Regions from separate parts of the Zea mays genome. Here region 1 is linked to region 2. The links are chromatin contacts, called in public Hi-C maps. All regions are on one chromosome and are shown on one strand. Each heading gives the region's core, a stretch centred on a gene start, on an enhancer-like site or on the middle of the called end of the contact. The rest is flanking DNA. Distances are from core to core; before and after follow the strand shown. Region 1 holds the start of LOC541652 (Retinoblastoma-related protein 2). Region 2 holds the start of LOC100279085.

What was found. Hi-C and Micro-C count contacts between places; a contact is called where the count stands out from the background.
Region 1: a Hi-C map of ear shows a contact between it and region 2, with 2.9 times the contacts expected there. The contact joins the promoter of LOC541652 here to the promoter of LOC100279085 in region 2. A contact is called at or near these places in 3 of 25 Hi-C or Micro-C datasets (ear, leaf and tassel).

What each region holds. Positions count from the first base shown.
Region 1 is chr4:198,353,003-198,355,924 of Zm-B73-REFERENCE-NAM-5.0, reverse strand. LOC541652 (Retinoblastoma-related protein 2) reads right to left here and starts at 1,494. Exons shown (of 15, transcript NM_001397117.1): 1 at 1,352-1,494; 2 at 1,012-1,055; 3 at 666-849; 4 at 477-543; 5 at 208-387; 6 at 1-108. The coding sequence starts at 1,393.
Region 2 is chr4:198,087,665-198,090,364 of Zm-B73-REFERENCE-NAM-5.0, reverse strand. It overlaps LOC100279085, which reads right to left and starts at 1,366. Exons shown (of 14, transcript NM_001152135.1): 1 at 1,233-1,366; 2 at 151-244. The coding sequence starts at 156.

The DNA.
Region 1 (2,922 bases), core at 245-2,744, 270 kb before region 2:
AATCAAGCTCCGCTTCACAGTTATTAGAATTACATAGTTTCTCCATTTTTTCCAGATTTGACTGGAAACACTCCATATCAATGAGACCTTTGAAATACATCAGGCGATCTGGAACAGAATATTGGCATAACAATTCAGCTAATTAAAGTATGCAGCATAACCATAACTAGGTTTGCATGCACAAACATGCGAGGAAGGGTTCCATGCCTGTGTCTATCTTATCCAAATTCTCTGTTTTGCACTCTGAAGCACTTAGTGCTTTCATACTGAAAACTTCTTCTATTGCCTTGTGAGACTTGTCCATCATTTCTTTCAAACATTCTTCAGAGGTATGATAATTATGACATAAAGAAGCAATAAGATCCACGCCTTTCTCAGTTTGTTTGACTGAATTCAAGCAAACAAACAAAAAACATAAACTATGGGCCATTTGCTAAATGAATAAATTAAAAAATAGATTCAGAAGGAAGAATTACTTAAGTGAGAAGAGCCTTCAATCGTGAAGGTCCTGAATTTAGCTGGCACGTGAACCAATAGTATGGCCTGCATTGCAGTAAGCGGTTTCGTGATCAATTAAAAACACAAGTAGCAGCTCACAGCACTAAAGCAGCCAAAGTCCAAAAATCCATAATGAAACAAAGGAAAGAGGAAATAAGCAAACTGACCAATACAGCAACTAATCCATGGATGCAGGACACCAGGTCCTTGAACAATTCTGGTGATCTCGAACGAAGCGTTAAGAAGAGATGCCACCCAAAAAGCATATAGTCAGGAGTATTAGTAGATGATTCAGGCTCCCACTCAGTAATTAAACCTGAGAACAGTTCATTATATGCTTTGCGGTAGAACCTGGCGTTTCATGAGAATGTTGGTAAGAGTTATCATACCATGTGGAATTATGAACCAATAGACAAACTAAACTGTTACGAATTATACATCACTGTATCAGTAGCTTAATTAGCATCAATTTTGCTATTATCAGACTGAGAGGAAGGTGTGTAGCATCATTACCTGCTTGCCTCTGCCAGTAGGTTTACCAAACTCTCCGATTGCTTCTGCTGGATTCGCAAGTCCAGGTACCAATGCAGGAACAAAACCAAGTCAGTTCCTCCCTAAACCTCCGTCACTACAGAGCAAACCAACAAACCAAGACCAATTGCAGGGGCGGATCCAGTGAAAGGACATGGGTGAACTTATGCACACTCGATAACTTTTGCAGCAAAACCGAATTTGGTAGGCATGATACATGTACGCGCTTGTAATTAGATCAGATCAGAGTGCAGAAAATAGGTTGAGTTGTTTGAGTACTCGGCGTCGCACGGCAGGGAGAGCAGAGAAGGGGCGGGTATACCTTTTGGGTGCTCGTCGCCGGCGGAGGGTCCTGCGAAGACATGGCGGAGGGCCACACGAAAACCTGGCCACCTGGCGGAGGGTGGCCGCTACGGTCAGCGATCGCCACGAGAGAGAACCCTGCGCCCGCGGAATGAACGTGAGAATAAAAACGAATTGTTCCTCAATAAACGGCCGTGCGATGCGGACGATGACGTCGGAACAGGCCCACGGAGGCACGGAGGCACGGAGACGGATCCAACGCTCTCACGAGGTCCAACTCCTTGTCCGAATTAAACAACAATCAGTAACTTTTATCCATCTATATCTGTATATATCTATTTTATTTCTATATCTATCGTATATTATTACATTAAAATTTCACTATATTAATAAATTATTATATTAATAAAATAAATAAATCTATATCTCTATCCCTTCTTCTTCTTAATCCATCCACTTGAAACAACGCTAAATGCACATAAAAAATATCCACAACCTCTCCCACACAGCACAACCAGATCACTTCATTTACCTCCACCTTCCTAACTCAATCGCATCCAATGGTTAGAAATCCCTTGTCATCACTCATGCACCATCAACGACACCCTCTTCCGCAAGCCATCAACAACATAATTTCTGCGCCTCAGCACCGACTCCACCGATCCTGCCTCACCAGATGCAGTCAGCGCTGCGCCACCAGTAGAAAGCCACGCTCATGTGATCCGCTTCCTTGCGGACTCGCTCCACAGCCACCGCCCAACCACATCGAACGCAATCAACGGCGCGCCACCGGGAGAGAGCATCGTGCCACCACGAGAAAGCACCACTCCATCGATCCATGCCCTTGTCGACGCGCTCAACGCCACTCCACAACCCCACAACGCCCCGACCCGCCCCACGCCTCCCGCACACAACGCCCAACACTGTCTCGTCCTCCGACGCGATCAACGTCGTGCAACCGCCACATGCCCCGCTCCCACGACACACACCCTCTCTAACGTGCTCAACGCTGTTGAATTAATGTGGGTTTGGCCCAAATTAATATTCAATAATAGTCAATGTTAGAGGTTCACTTTAATGCTACAGTGTACTAGTACTTTAGTACCATGCCGGAAGTTCAAGGGACAATTCACTCAACTTAAATAGGTGGACCGTTGGTGCATCTATTGAGAAGCTGAGAAAAGGATAAAGGACTGTCACACGAGCGCGCGCCGCCGGCCGGGCTAGGCCGAGGCCGAGACCGTGGTAGATCGGACCTTAGTCCGAATATTCCTTTCCTAACGGTTGCGTATTTTGCCTATAGTGATGACCGTCCATTACTGTCATACGTTACTGTAAGGGAAATAGGGTCAAACCTTTTCCTAAATGATTTTGGTGGTTGAAATGCCCAACACAAATAATTGGACTAACTAGTTTGCTCTAGATTATATGTTCTACAGGTGCAAAAGGTTCAACACAAACCAATAAAAAAGATCAAAGTTAGGGTTCAAAAGAAAGGAGCAAAAGAAACCGAAGAGAACCCTGGTCTGGCGCATCGGACTGTCCGGTGCACCAGGGACCGTACAGGCTGAACTCTTCATTCTTGTTCCC
Region 2 (2,700 bases), core at 117-2,616:
GTTGTGCATGAACTGCTTATGATCTTAAGATTTGGAACCTCACATTGAGAATAACAATTAATCTTAAATTCAAACGGTGTAACCCAGTGCCGTAGGCTTCCCGCACTGTGTGGGATCTAGGGAAGGGTATCTTTAAGCGTCAAGCCTTACCCGCATAATATGCAGAGGCTAGAGCTCGAACCCGGGACCTTCCGGTTACAGACGGTAGGCTCTACCGCTGCACTAGGCCTACCCTTCAACTAATCTTAAATTCAAATGTAAACAAAGTTTAATGAGCACATGAATGATTACTGTAGTTAGAATAATCTTTTCTTGAGTTTTAAATCGGTTGCAGTTGTTAAATTTGGTCATTTATATCAACAAATTTGGCACTTATCATCATCATAAAATTTGGCACCTCACATTCAGAAAACTAAATCTTTATAAAATTGTAAGTCTAATATGGTGTTCCAATACCTAGAACTGTGCTATCCACCCCTCGAATACCTGAAATCCCCCCCCCCCCCCCTCCGAACAATGTCAGCTTCTACTTGTGAAAAGCGGGCCTGGCTGTAATAAGAGATTTCAGCATACATAACAGTTAAACTAATCCATTGGCAATTAGCATGACCCTAACCAGCAGGTCCAACCACGTTTATCGTACGCATTGCCTGGTCAATGACCCTGCTGATTGTCACCATCGGTTTGTCAGTTTCTGCAAATTTATATCGCTAAGCAGACATGGGGTGCCAAAAAATGCTATAGCCATCGCATCTCCATGCCAATTGCAAGTTTGAAACCCTATCCTTCGTTTCCTCTCTTTTTTCTTCAAAAAAGAAGAGAAAAAGAATCCTTTGCTCTGCTGCCTAACGTGCCCTGTACGGCGCACTAGTATTACTAGTAGATTGCAGCAGCACCTATTATTACTAAGCATCTCATCTCAGAGAGGTGGTCAAAGTCAACGGTGATCAACGAACGATCTCAAGCCTCAACCAGTGCCGTGGAAAGGTTCACTGGTTCAGAGCAATTCACTCCTCGGCTCCTCGCTGTGATGCTGTCGGCCAGTCCCAGTGCCATTAGCTGGTGCTGCGGCTGTCGCTACTGAAAGAAAGCTCACGCCGCTTTCTAGGACTAGGATTGGGGACGCCAGAAGAATATAAATAAAAAATAAATTCGCCATGAAGCAGGGATGAACTGCGGGAGAGAGAGCGAAAGGGGGTTTATGTACTCATCACTCATGTACCATGGCGGACCTGGCGACAGCGGCAGTCCTGATCCTGATGACGCCGCCTTCTCCTCCTCCTCCGTCCGCGTCCCCTGATGCTGCTGCTGCTACAGCGGCGGGGGCTGGCGTCAGGATGGCTGCGAAACAGAGGACGGAGACGACAACGAGGAAGTGGAAGGGGCGGGAGGAGGGAAGGGGCGTCGGTCGGGGTGGACGTGGCGGCAGCATGCCGGACACCTGTCGTCCGCGCCCGGGGCCGCGCGTGGGCGCAGTCGGAGGTGAAAGAGGAGGGGACCGTACAGGGGAGGAAGCGGCAGGGGCAGGGGCAGGGCCCGGGGCTCAGAGCTGCAGCTGCTGCCGCTTGGCCGTGGTCCGTGGAGGAATATTGGCCCCCGGCCCCCGGCCCCCAGCTCACTGCACGGTAGTGGTGATAACGCTAGTAAACGATCGGTAAAACTATTTTTGTTTGGAATAATTTGATCTTTTTATTTTTTTTCTGAAAATAAGATCGAAAATGGTAATTTCGGAAACGAAAACGATATCGATAATTTGGAAACATTAAAAACGAAAGTTCGATACAAAAATTACACCAGTTATGATTGAAATCTAAAATTCGATCGGTAAAAACTATAACATTTACTCTCAATTAACTTCAAAAATTCACGCAAGTCATACATTCATATAAAATTAGTAATAATATATAAGGTAGGAGGTCATATTAAATATATAAGGTAAGAAGTATACAATAATAAAATCATTATTATGTATTTAAGTAAAGTAGAATCAAGATGTGTATAATGATATGGCACTTACATTCTATTTGTACTCCTACTACTTGGCATAGTCAATATAATTAGTGTCCTCTTTGTCTTTCTTAAGTTCTCGTGCAAATTATGAATATATGTATCAAGAGTAATAATAGATAAGAAAACATGAATAAGATTTATAAAAGCCTCAAATGATTCTAAACTATATACCATTAGATAGATCTTGATTTTAGGAAAATAATAAAATTAGTTTCATATTTTCTAAGCTAAAATGAATTTATGAAGTTCAGTTCAGATTTAATATTTTTCTAAAAAATACCGAATTTATTATCGACGATAAAATACTGAAAGGGAAATGTGCCCTTGGTCATTTCTAAGTATTTTGGTGATTAAGTGCCCAACACAAATGGTTTAAGTATAAATTGTGCAAAATGGTGGATGAAGTGCAAATCATCAATAAGGTATGATTCTAGACTTAGTGTATTGTTTTTTGTGTACTAACATATTTGTCTAAGTGCTAGAATCAGAGAAAATTCAAAAGAAAAAAGACTTGGCTAGAGCAGCCAAGACTCTGCGTAGTCTGGGTGCACCAGACTGTCCGGTGGTGCGCCAGGCTGGAGTCTGGTCAACTGGCCGCTATCGGGAATTCGTAGGCGGCGTACGGTTAAAATTCACTGGACTGTCCGGTGGTGCACCGGACTGTCCGGTGAGCCAACGGTCGGCCGTGCC